2 separate regions of the Mus musculus genome follow, and region 2 is linked to region 1. A link is a contact called in public ChIA-PET data. All regions are on one chromosome and are shown on one strand. The core of a region is the stretch at or near the end of the contact, and the rest is flanking DNA. Distances in the headings are between cores, read along the strand shown. Region 1 has its middle 75 kb from the start of Kynu. Region 2 holds the start of Kynu (kynureninase).

Region 1 (5,780 bases), core at 1,280-3,779:
TCCATTCACAGGAAGGCCAAGCAAAGTGAAACTTCTTATGATGGATGGACAAGAATCATAGAAACTAACTCAGGAAGAACATGAGATCAAGATATACCATTGAGGTCAAGCATTTACTTTCTCCAGTAAAGCACAGTTTTTCACAATTATGAATCTACCAACAGATTAACTTCTTAATTAAAACAGAGACATCAGAATCCAAACATTTTCCAGGCCCCAGTACTTGGCAAGCATACTCTTAATATACCAGCCTTTGGGGAAACATTCATTCACAGGAATGTTCACAGGAACATTCCCACAACCTTGCAATTATTTTTTTAGTTTGACTACAGATATTGATCCTATTCAGACTTACTTCCAAGTATGATTGACATTTTACTAATAGAAAAAGCTGTGTTAAATATAAGAAGCTTGTTGTCATATCTGAGTCAATATGTAAATTGAAAAACAGAGGAAGCCCTCAGTCTTCATTTCAGATGTACCAGATGCTAAGGCATAAAGATATTTTATATGTAAGGCTTCTAGTGAAAAGTGTTGTGCTTGGATTTCTCTTTTATTGGGCTTGGGATTTTAAAATAGTATAAATATTGTCTTAGAGCAGGTTGATAGCTAAATAAGCCATGGAAATCCCTACACAATACATTTAATAAATATTGGATAAAGCTGTTTGATGTTTGTAATCTTGTCTCTAGCATCCTTTCTTAGTGTGTATAATTAAATACATGAAGGCAGAAATCTGATTTAAAATCATTGCTTGTCCTGGACTATTTCCAGTACATAGAATCACTGGTATTTTGGCATACTGCAATAGAAGAGGTATTTCTGACTACTTAATAACTACTATTTACTCTAAATAAATAGGAATCAAGGAAAAATCCTTGCACCTATGATGCCTCCCAAGATATTGAGAAAAGAACACTACTAGCTGTTCCTTTAGTTCTTCAAGAAATTACAATCTTGGAGCACTTACTTTGCTTAAAGAAACTTCTATATGTGACCTTCTGCAGAATGAAGTCACAGATAGAGTTCCCAGGTAGTAGATTAAACAAAATGGGAGCAAAGTCTAGAGAAGGAAACACACCCTCAAGAAAAAAAAAAAAAAGATTTTTTTTCACCTAAATCAAATACAGTGAACACACTATCTTGCTTGATTTCTGTTAAAAAAAAAAAAAAAAAAAAACAAACTCATATCCATTCACTGTCTTGGTTTTTCTGCTCTCTCTCAAAATGATTAAAAACAAGAAAGATAAAAATGGGTGATACAGCATTTGCCCAACCTGAGTGAGTGAAGTTGATTGTTATTTCTGAGAGTGACAGTGCCTCTGTTTCTATGAAGCAATATGCTTGTGAATGCAGTGGCATTGTCACATGGGTAATGGCTTGGAAGTCCATCAGCTACTTTGCAGTGAAAGATTTTCTAAGGACATGGATATTTGAGCTTCCTACTACTTTTCAAATGGGAAGACCTTGGACAAAAAACATAACAAAAGGAAATGAAAGGAGATGAAATAGCCAATCTACTCTTTAACTCAGTCAATTTACTCTTTAACGCATCTAAGGAAGGAGAAAAGTACTGATACACTGTAGATGTTGTAGCTTCGTTTTCTATAACCTCAGCATCCCCCCAAAGCAAACTGGATACCCATCCAGAACACTGTGATAAGTGATAAGACTTGCCATCAGATAAAGCTCTTCCCAATTTCCATTTTGTATATTTCCCTGACTAGGAACTAGGAAGTGTTGATCCAGTGAGATATCTGCACATCTTTGTGTATGTGCTAAATTCTCCCCTGCTGCTGAAGTGCTCTCCAGAGAAGCTGGACCCTGCTCTTGTCTCTTTTCTCCTCTCCTCTCCTCTCCTCTCCTCTCCTCTCCTCTCCTCTCCTCTCCTCTCCTCTCCTCTCCTCTCCTCTCCTCTCCTCTCCTCTCCTCTCCTCTCCACCTGCTTGGATTAGTTGCACTCTTGGCAGCTCTCCCTACATGTTCCTAGGCCTGAAGTACATTTCATTTTGTCTATAGGACCTGGGAGTATAATATAATGAATTTTTTTTCCATTTCTTATTCCTTAGAGAGGACAGTTTTCAGAACCATGTTGAAATGGCTCAGAATTTATTACTCACTTATATCACATGCGGTTTAAACTTCCAAGGGCATTTATTTAGTAAGCAGGAAGAAGGAAGCAGCCAAAAGGAACCGTGTATCTGAATTTGGGTAGCAGTTAGAGTGAACTGCTTTGAACCCATTCTTCCTATGGGCTGAATTATCTGTAAGAACTGGGATTTGAAAGCCTTAAAGGATGGGAGGGGCTAAAGTTCAATGCTGTACACAACTTTACTTCCATTTCAGTTTACTTTTATACTCAGATGTAACAAAGAAAATAATGATCCAAGGGAAGTTGCTTGAGTTCAGAAAAACGTGTAAATAAACACCAGCAAGCAAATATTAAATATTAACAGAGTAGCCCTTTCCCAGAACACTTAGGACAGACCAGTTTAAACACAATTGCCTGGGATGTAATGCAGATTATATCTGGGAAAGAATGAAAGCAAGGCTGAAGGACATATCCAGGCTCAAGGTGCACTGAGGACAGCACTCAGCCTATCCTTTCACCAGAATGGATTCTACAGCTATGTTCCCACATACAACAACAACAACAACAACAACAATAACAACAACATGTCTTAAAAATTGAATGTAAATGTTTGTTGCAGGAAGCACCCAAACACATCCAATAATAATACAGGGAGCACACTGCTCCTGAGGTAAAAGGTTTTCTGTCTTTTATCTGGAGCCTCTCTCACAGCTCTCCGAGACATTGTTCACTAGCCACCATGCTTTTGGCCTTTTGCACAAGGAAGCCTTGTTAATAAACACTGACTTCTGTTTTCCATCTCATTTCTACCCAAAGTAGACTAGATTAGTTTGTTTTCTTTTCCTGCTTCAAAAACTCTAAAATCCTGAAGTTAAAACTTTTGCCATGGGCTCAGCTGTTAATAGTACTTGAGGCTCTTGCAAAGGACCTGGGTTCAGCTCCTACCGTCCAAAAGGTGCTCACACTCACCTGTAAGCTCAGTTTCAGGGATTATATCATCCTCTTCTCTTGACCTCCATGGGCACCAGGCATATATTTGGTACACATAGATGCATGCATGCGAAAGATTCATGCATATAAAATAATAAATTTAAAATATAAGGGGATTTTTCACTGAAAGAATCATCTTGAATTTCAGTGTGACTAGCTTTAGGAGTTTACAGTATATTTGTTTCCTACAGCTTTTACAATTTTTGGACAAGGCCAGTGGTGAGTGAGGCTGATAGCAAAGTATCGAATTAATAGGAAGTAATGAAATGTATATGCATGACAAGTTTATTTTAACATCAGATTATGTCAACATTCATGAGGTAGAACTTTGGTTTTAACAACTGACTACAAATGCTACAAAATCAGGCAGAGCTTTCTGTTGAGGTGGCCACTATGGATATGCACACCCTGTAACTGTCTCATGCATCCTAAAACCCTTATTAGCTCCTCTTTTTAGCATTTTCAAGAGCTGGGTGGAGCCAGTAGAACTTCAGTCAGAGCATTGTCTAGAATAAAGAAGACCCGCACATACACACTGGATGTACAGTGAAGTAGGTAAGTCTATACAGCAGCAACAGACAGGGTGGTTTTAGAGACAGTTCATCATCATTTCAAGATGGTCAATGGTCAAAGTAAAGACTACTTATCACAGAGCTAGCAAGAGTTTGTACAAAATGTGGGAAACAACTCTATATCCTTCTTTGCATTTCATGAAACTACAGTAAAGAAATTCATCATTAAGTGTTTAGCAAAATTCCTAAAGTACTTTAAAGTAACCTAGATCTTCATTACATGAATTCTTGTGTGTCTACGCACATGTTTATGTCTGTGTGAGCATGTTTTGTATCCAGAATTTGATGTTTGGTGTCCTGTTCAATCAAGTTTCACTTTGTCTTGCAGTAAAGCCAGAGTCACTGACTCCCCAAGAAACCTGCAGCCTCAACCTCTGCATGCTGTGATTATATGCCCTTCCCCCAAGTACTGGTGTTTTCAATGAGTGCAGGGGATATGAAGTTATACCACCATGTTTGTGGAACAGGTCCTTCTCTTGTACCATGTCTCTAGTTCCAGAGGTGCATACCTGCATGCATGAATGCATGCATGCATTTGTGCATCCACAAATGTCTGTTAACTTGTGTGTGGCATTCTTGGATTTCTACTTTGTAGATGACAACATCGTGTGGCACTGTTAACAGTTTGAACACTCCTGCAAGTATGAAGACTACTTATCATGCCATTAACACCTCAAAGCGACCTTAGGAGGTCATCACTGTTTTAAAATCCAGAGATGAGTAAAGTTAAAATCGAGAATCCTTAAAAATAGTTTTTCCAACTCCAATCCTTGACTGCGATATTATAAAGAAATAAAGATATAACATTGTAAGTTGTATAAAAGGTTTTCTTACAGTAGAAATGTAAATGGTTGATTAAAATTTACTGCTCTAGTTATTCTAAATGTTCCTGTATCTCACTTAAGAAAACACACAGGGATTTCAGGTATGTATCTAGCAAACCTAGCTCAAGATCAACACTCCTCAGTAACATTGTGTAAAATAACATATGGGGCCATTAAAAATTAGAACTTGCCTTAACATTTTTAGCATACAAAATTGCTGTCATCATTACAGACACTTGAAATTAATAAAGTCATTTGCTGTAGAAATAGATACAACATTGTAAGTTGTATAAAGGTTTTATTACAGTAGAAATGTAAATGGTTTATTAAAATTTTACAGGTTTGCTAAGCCTCTGTGTTTTCTTAAATGCAGATTAGTTGATACACTTTCTGATTAAGTATGTGAGATACAGGAGAATTTAGAATAACTAGAAATAAATTTTAATCAACCATTTACATTTCCACTATAATAAAACATTTATTTTATTCTTTCTAAACATATTTAAAGTATATTCGTTCAAATTAGTCTGTATAACATACCCATATCTTTACTTCTAGGTAATATTTGCCATACAATATATATTAAAAATATTTTAGGTATTTACTAGTAAGATATGGATCTTTCTAGTAAAAAGTAAAAGCAAAGTAATTGCTCACAAAAAGAGAGGAAAGGCGCACACAATTGAAAACATCTAATTGTTAGCTTGGAAAATATTTTAAAATGATTTTGTAGTATGTGTAAATTGAGAATTATGCTCTGAGTGTCTGCTCATTCCCTAATCCTCAGTCCCTATTATATATTACTACCTAACCCAAAAAAGGGAAGAAAGTTGTTGATGGGGCAAACATTTTGAGAGAAGCATATAATTTTAAATTATCTAACTAAACCCAATGTAATAATGGGTCCTTGTAAGACAGAAGGAGAGATGACAGACTATGGATACAGTACAATGGAGACAGATAAAGACATGATTCATTTCGAAAGCACAAGAAGGGGTTAATATGTAAGGAATGCCACTGGACTCTGAGTAGTGCAAAGGAAGGAAATGGGCTGTCCCACACAGCCTGTCATGGACACACCTTGCCAACACCATAGTTTCAGAATTTAAAATTATAAAAAAGAGTCCTGGTAGCTTGTAAAATCTGTTACAGCAGTAACAAAAATTAATTAATTATTGTTAAATTCTCAGACTTCAATTTTATTGAGCATTTACTATTATATGTAAAATAATCAAATCCCAACCAATATAACAAAAATGCAAAATGGAAATGGACAAATTATGATGAATAGTTTTAATACAC
Region 2 (5,797 bases), core at 736-3,235, 75 kb after region 1:
ATGTAGAAGCTCATGAGTTCAAAGCCAACCAAAAGCCCCAGCATCCCTGAAGCCAAGAGCGTGTACATATGCACAAAGTAGGAATAGACACAAGGGAATGACCCTTAATGGAATGAGGATTCAAATGTCATAAATGAAGATCGGTTGACATAAAGGTACAAACTAGAGGAAAGCATTTCTAAGTTCAGACTTATGTTATTTAGGATAACAAGATATAACCAGAGCTATGCCTTGCTTAGTGTCCAGCTAGACATGCAAGATTACCATAACCCAGAGCAGTTATAGCTCCACAACTCTGAGCAAAATATATCTCCCTGATTCTGGATAATGAGATGCAAATCCAAGACTACCTGTCAGGACAATAGATTTCCCCTGCTCTAACTGTCTATACCAAAGTGGCATGTGCATATCATAAAACTTTTTTTAATTAAATACAATGATAATTTCGTAATATTGAACATTTAAGGGAACTGGAAAATAATTTAAATTATTAAATATAACCAGTGGGGTAAAGTGAAAGGACAGAATACAAGAAGGAGAAAGAAAAATAGGAGCGATGAACAGAACCAGGCCTCAGGTGCAGAGTCTGCACGCACTACAATAATTGCTCAAAGACTTACCAAATCCATGGCAGCAAGACTGTGACCTGTCTGTCTTTATTTTTCTCTTCAAACCTAGTCAACATGGGGATATGGCGTTCTCTCCTGCAGAGCAGAACAAATTTTCTAAATTTCTAGTGACACAAGACACGAGATGATGGAAAATGAATAGACATATTACAAGCTTTAGATTTTTTGATCCAATTCAAATGAGAATTTTGTAGTTTATGAGTTTAACAGTGGTCAGTAAAGTATCTCCAAGTCGCCTCATGGCATCTATTGTCCTCTTCTAGAAGTTGGGGACAGTACACTTTGTCTGGGTAATTTGATGACAAAAAAGAATGTGTCGAATGGATTTATGTGTCATGGTACAGTGCTTTTCCCCTTGAATTGTTTTTCTCTCTCAATAATCTTGTAAGGAAGATGTGTTTTCTGTTTATCAGGTAGATAGGAGCCTGAGCTTGGGCTACGGTTCAGTGACTTGTCCAGGATTACAGTGAGGACACACAGAGAGGACTGAAAAGGGCCTTGCAGAGGGTGACATGCTGTGGGCTTAGACAAGGCACAGGAGCAAACACGCAGCAACCGAGGCAGTCTCTTCTGTTGTCATTATTCTGAAAATCTTGGGTCTTAGTTTTTATGCCTAATAGGTATTCCTCAAAGGATCCAAGCTCAGATTAGGACAGGAGAGGCAGCTCAAGGATCAGCATTTAAAGAAATAATTAACCTTAATAATATTTTCCAGGCTTCCTTTCATTTGGATTTCCAAGTTCTAACTCTTTCTGTGGTTAATCATACTATCAAGATTTATGACCTCAAAAATTTTAAAGTCCATTTATTAGGCAGTAAAATATTTCGAGGAATTAGTGGACTATATTAATTTTTCTTTTGCAGCAAAGTCCTCTGCCTTTAGGACTGAGCACTTGAGTCAGTGGTAGGTACCACCACACACAGTTTATTTTAAACTTTTGCATAAAACCTGTATTCACTATAAGTCAAAAACCCTGCAATCAAAGTTGATCAGTGGTTCATTGTCTCAAAATCCAGGAGAAATGTGTCCAGAGTTCAAGGAGAGCATTCCTCTGGGTTTGGGATGTTTCAGAGCACAGATTGAAAATAAAGGCAGATGTTGGAGTTCAGCTCTCTGACACAGTGCTCACAGCAGAGCTCCACATAGGTCAAGCAAGTCTCTGCAGGGGTCTAGAACCCACAAGGAAGAATTGGAAGAAGCTGTCAGCAGAGCCAGATGTTTGGCAACCTGGGGTGGGGCTGGGGGAGGGGCAGCATTTTGCTTAGCTTGTGTCAGTGGTTAGAAATTTGCAACCTGATTCAACAGGGTGGGAGGAACTAAAGTTGACAGGCAAAATCCCCACAGGGTGGAGAAGTGAGCAGTTCTTTGGCTAGCTGGGGACAAAGAAAGATCCAGCATCCTCTGAGAAGGTACTGAAGACTACTGTCTGGATCTGAGCAGGTAAGCAGAGAAGAGGTCTGGCTCTGAAGATAAACAGACATTCGCTTCTCCTGTACTTTTCCAAATGGAACTTCTCTCTACTAATAGGGTACAGTCCTTTGGGGATTTCTTTTTCTGTTTTTTTCTTACTGTATAAATGATCTTCATAAACAAACCCGGCATGACCTCCCTTAAAGCCTGTGCCTCGAAACCCAGGCTAGAGAGAACGAACGGATGAGGTTGCAGTCCCAGCAGGTTAGCCAGCCCTCACTGCGGGTTTAAACGGTCAGGAGAACAAGCCCAGGTAAAGAAAAGCCGTGTTTAAAGGAGCTTTCTGATTTCTGGTTTTGTATGTTTGTGTGTCACATTAACATTTAGAGAAGTGAAAGTGGATTTTCTTGAGGGGGACTTTCTTCCCCTTTTATTTTCTAGAGCATTTGGCCTAAGAATAGATTTTTTTTCCTGTATTTGCTAGACAGTTTTTTTTTCTTCCCAGCGTTAGGAATGTGGGAACAAACTCCAGGATCTATTGCTCAGCTAGGCTGGTTGTACTGTGATGTCACATAATTCTCAGCGAGAGTCCTACAGAAGCAGGCTTTGTTGCAGGTGTATATCAACTTTTTACTTCCCCCAGTGAAGTATGAATGTATCTTTACTAGCTTCTAAACTTTGACCTTGGTATCCAATTTCCTCACTTCAGGGTGGGAATGACCCTTTGCTGTGCAAAGATTAGCTACTGAGGACTGGGTTACTGATTGACCTGGTTGACCTTAGACCGGCAGGGTCAGGAGGAGATCTTTAATTTGTTATTCTTTCATTACAACTGATCAGATTTTGGTAAGTGCAATCTTTTACCTGGGAAAATGCAGCTAATAAATAAAACCACGAAGACGGAATTTTCAAAATTTCAAGCCTCAGTATAATTCGAGGACAAAAATCAATTTCCATCAACAAACACTAATCTTTAAAACTATTATGGGCATGCCTCGTGAGTGTGACTTGATGCTGTAGTCTTCTTTAAAAAGTTAAATTGAGCTTTATTTTATATAACAATGGCCGAAGAGTGTTCAGGTGACCTGCACGCCAGCACATGACATGTTCGTTTACCCTTGTAAAATTATACCATGCTAAATACATGAGATATGACATTTGACAGTTATTATAAACTAGGAGTTAATGTCTTTATTTTCAAACGGATCATGTCAATTTACTTGCAAATGATAAGCCTAAACAAGGCGTAAAATGATGTTTTGAAGTATTAATTGTCTTAGCTGGTGGTATGAATGCAGAATTAGGTAGCAATTAGTGCGAGCTAATCAGTTCTCTCTCTTGAGGCAAAGGCCTTGAATGAGCATTGCAGCCTGCGGGACCCTGTGAACAGAGGGGTGCCCCAGAAGGAAACACCATTTCAGGGAAGACATCCCTGTGTCTACTACTATCTCCAATAGAACAAGCCCAGGAGTGTAAAGAGCTACACTTTTGACTCAAGGGATTAGATTTTCCTATAAAGGCATAAAGGCCTGTGCCTGCAACCCCAGGATTAGGAAGCAGGAGATACATGGACTCCAGATAAGCCAAAGCTGCATCATGATGCTCTGTTCCCAAGTACTTTTTAAAAAGGAAATAAATTCCCCTGCAGACCAAGCTGCTGTATAGAATTTATGTGGAACTGAAAAGAGAAAACAGAGAAAAGGAGAATAATTGAAAGCCATTGATTTTCATACTCAGAAAACAGACTAAAAGGAAATGAGAGGCTCCTGCGAGCAGGGGATTTTCTTCCTCTGAAAATGGGGTTTTCTTCCTCTGAGGAGGGGTTTTTCTCTGTGTGTCTGACTGCGTGCCTTCTCAAGAGAGGCCCCGTCTGTCCTGCACTCTCAGATACACTTGGCTATAAGCATTGCCTCAGCCTCTGAGCCCACTTTTAAATCTGTTGCAAACATACTAACACATTTCTTGTTTGTTTGCTTTGGGATAGGGTCTTGCTATAACATCAAGGCTCATGATCCTTCAGTGTCTTCCCCAGTAAGATTACTGAGATACTAGAAATGCACCACCACACCCAACATGATGTGCATTGTTGCCATGAAGTCAGAAGCATTATTTTACCTTTTCAGAGTTATATGCCTGAGTCATAGTAGATGCTCAATAAACATTTGTAGAATCAGCAGTTGAATAGCTAGCTACCTTTTTCACATTTAGAAGGTGTCTACAGTTGTTCACATTACCCATGGCTTTCTCATATCGCTTTGTCGTATGCTAAAATAGTTGTAAGTAACCAGGAAGACCATTTTTAGATGGCTGTTGCTGCTGTTTAAGGCAGCCATATTATGTAGTACAAGCCGGCCTGGAAGGCACTGTATGACTCAGGATGATGTTGAAAGGAAGGAAACACTCTTGCCTCAGTCTCCCAAGTGCTGAGATTATAGGCAGAAGCAAACACTCCTAATTTTATATGTGGGTATTGCTCTTCCAGTCTTTCACAGATTGAAGGAATGTAGCAAAGTTAAAAAAATAAATGGCCACAGAAGACTGCGCAATGTTAACAAATACTCTCTGTGAGGATAAGGGAAGGCTGCTTGGAACATGACAGTGAAGTAACCTAGGAATTGAAATAATCCCACTCAGAATGTACTTGTCCCCAAAGATATATAGTAAAGCTCTCCAACTAACATCCGGAAGAACACGAGGCAGACTCTGAGTTTCACTACAGTGGTTTCTCTAATTGTGTGTCCTATGATCAGACAGAGAAGCACATCCTCCTAGGAGCCGCTGATTCTGCCTCTTACACAGCTCACTGAGCTGTTTGGCTACTTCTGTTCAGCTGTCATCTCCATCTAGAGAAAAACTTACACAAACAATGCTGCTTATAACAATGGTGTGACTATCGTGTGAAATTAAACACGATGCAGCGCCAATAGAATAGACTTTAACCAAGCTGGGAAGAATTCACTGAAACAGGTCTGTGGTAGGAACATGCCTCACAGCAAAGCCAAAGCACTTCCCGGGACGTTTAGGGACAGCCCTGAACAGGCTCCAGGAGCTTCTCACAGAGCTCACTGTCCACAGCAACGTTCTGTGATTCTCAACACAGGGCCAGACTGTATTTTTTAGGAATCTTCACTGTTCCGTCCCAACAGCTCACTGCCATTTGCAGCTGGAATCAATTTCCATGATTTAATAATCAATACTTCTGTTTTACTGTAAAACTCAAAATGACTCTCTTGTGACCATATGCTCTTGAGTCCCGATATTTTATAGCTTCTTTCTGATTCTTTGAAATTCATGATCTTGTTTCTACCTGAATGAGTCAATGTCTATCACGGTTCAAATTCCTGGAAGAATTTGGTGTTATGCTCAGCTAAGTAGTATGCCACTGCCTCAACAGAGCTGCAACAAATCACTCACAGACAGCAATGCATGGTAAAATGTTCAGTCAAGATCTAACCAAATGTGACAAGGCAACTGGTGAAGCCAGTGGAAAGACACAGTCATCTCTGCTTCTCACATCATCAGGTACCCCAACATTAAGCAATTTAAAATCAAGTTGCAGGCACAGCAAGCATGCTCTATCTTTTCCAGCCACACGTATCCCTAAATAAACATAGTACCAGACAGGATGTATCCATTATTAGAAGATGTATGCTTGTAAAGGTTACTGGTGCTTAAAGGAAGAAAGACTGCTTTTAGCAGAGATAACATGACAGACCAGAACAAGAATGTAGCATTTGATTTGGGACAGTGAGGAGTT

Evidence for each region. ChIA-PET counts read pairs in DNA pulled down with a chosen protein or histone mark.
Region 2: an H3K27ac ChIA-PET map of liver shows a contact between it and region 1, with 3 times the contacts expected there. The contact joins the promoter of Kynu here to the enhancer-like site in region 1. A contact is called at or near these places in 4 of 39 promoter capture datasets (the SN4741 cell line, liver and macrophages), 6 of 484 Hi-C or Micro-C datasets (the G1E-ER4 cell line and liver), 4 of 115 datasets of contacts at active chromatin or transcription factors (hepatocytes, large pre-B cells and liver) and 1 of 9 other capture datasets (liver).

The regions. Positions count from the first base shown.
Region 1 is chr2:43,477,627-43,483,406 of GRCm38.p6, forward strand. No RefSeq gene overlaps it. Among named protein-coding and RNA genes, the nearest start is that of Kynu, 75 kb to the right of the region's middle. Within about 2 kb of position 2,530, at least 2 of the 459 cell types and tissues checked have an H3K27ac peak or open chromatin away from gene starts, as enhancers often do. A contact at or near this core is called in hepatocytes and liver, where this site is marked.
Region 2 is chr2:43,553,340-43,559,136 of GRCm38.p6, forward strand. Kynu (kynureninase) reads left to right here and starts at 1,986. Exons shown (of 14, transcript NM_027552.2): 1 at 1,986-2,070.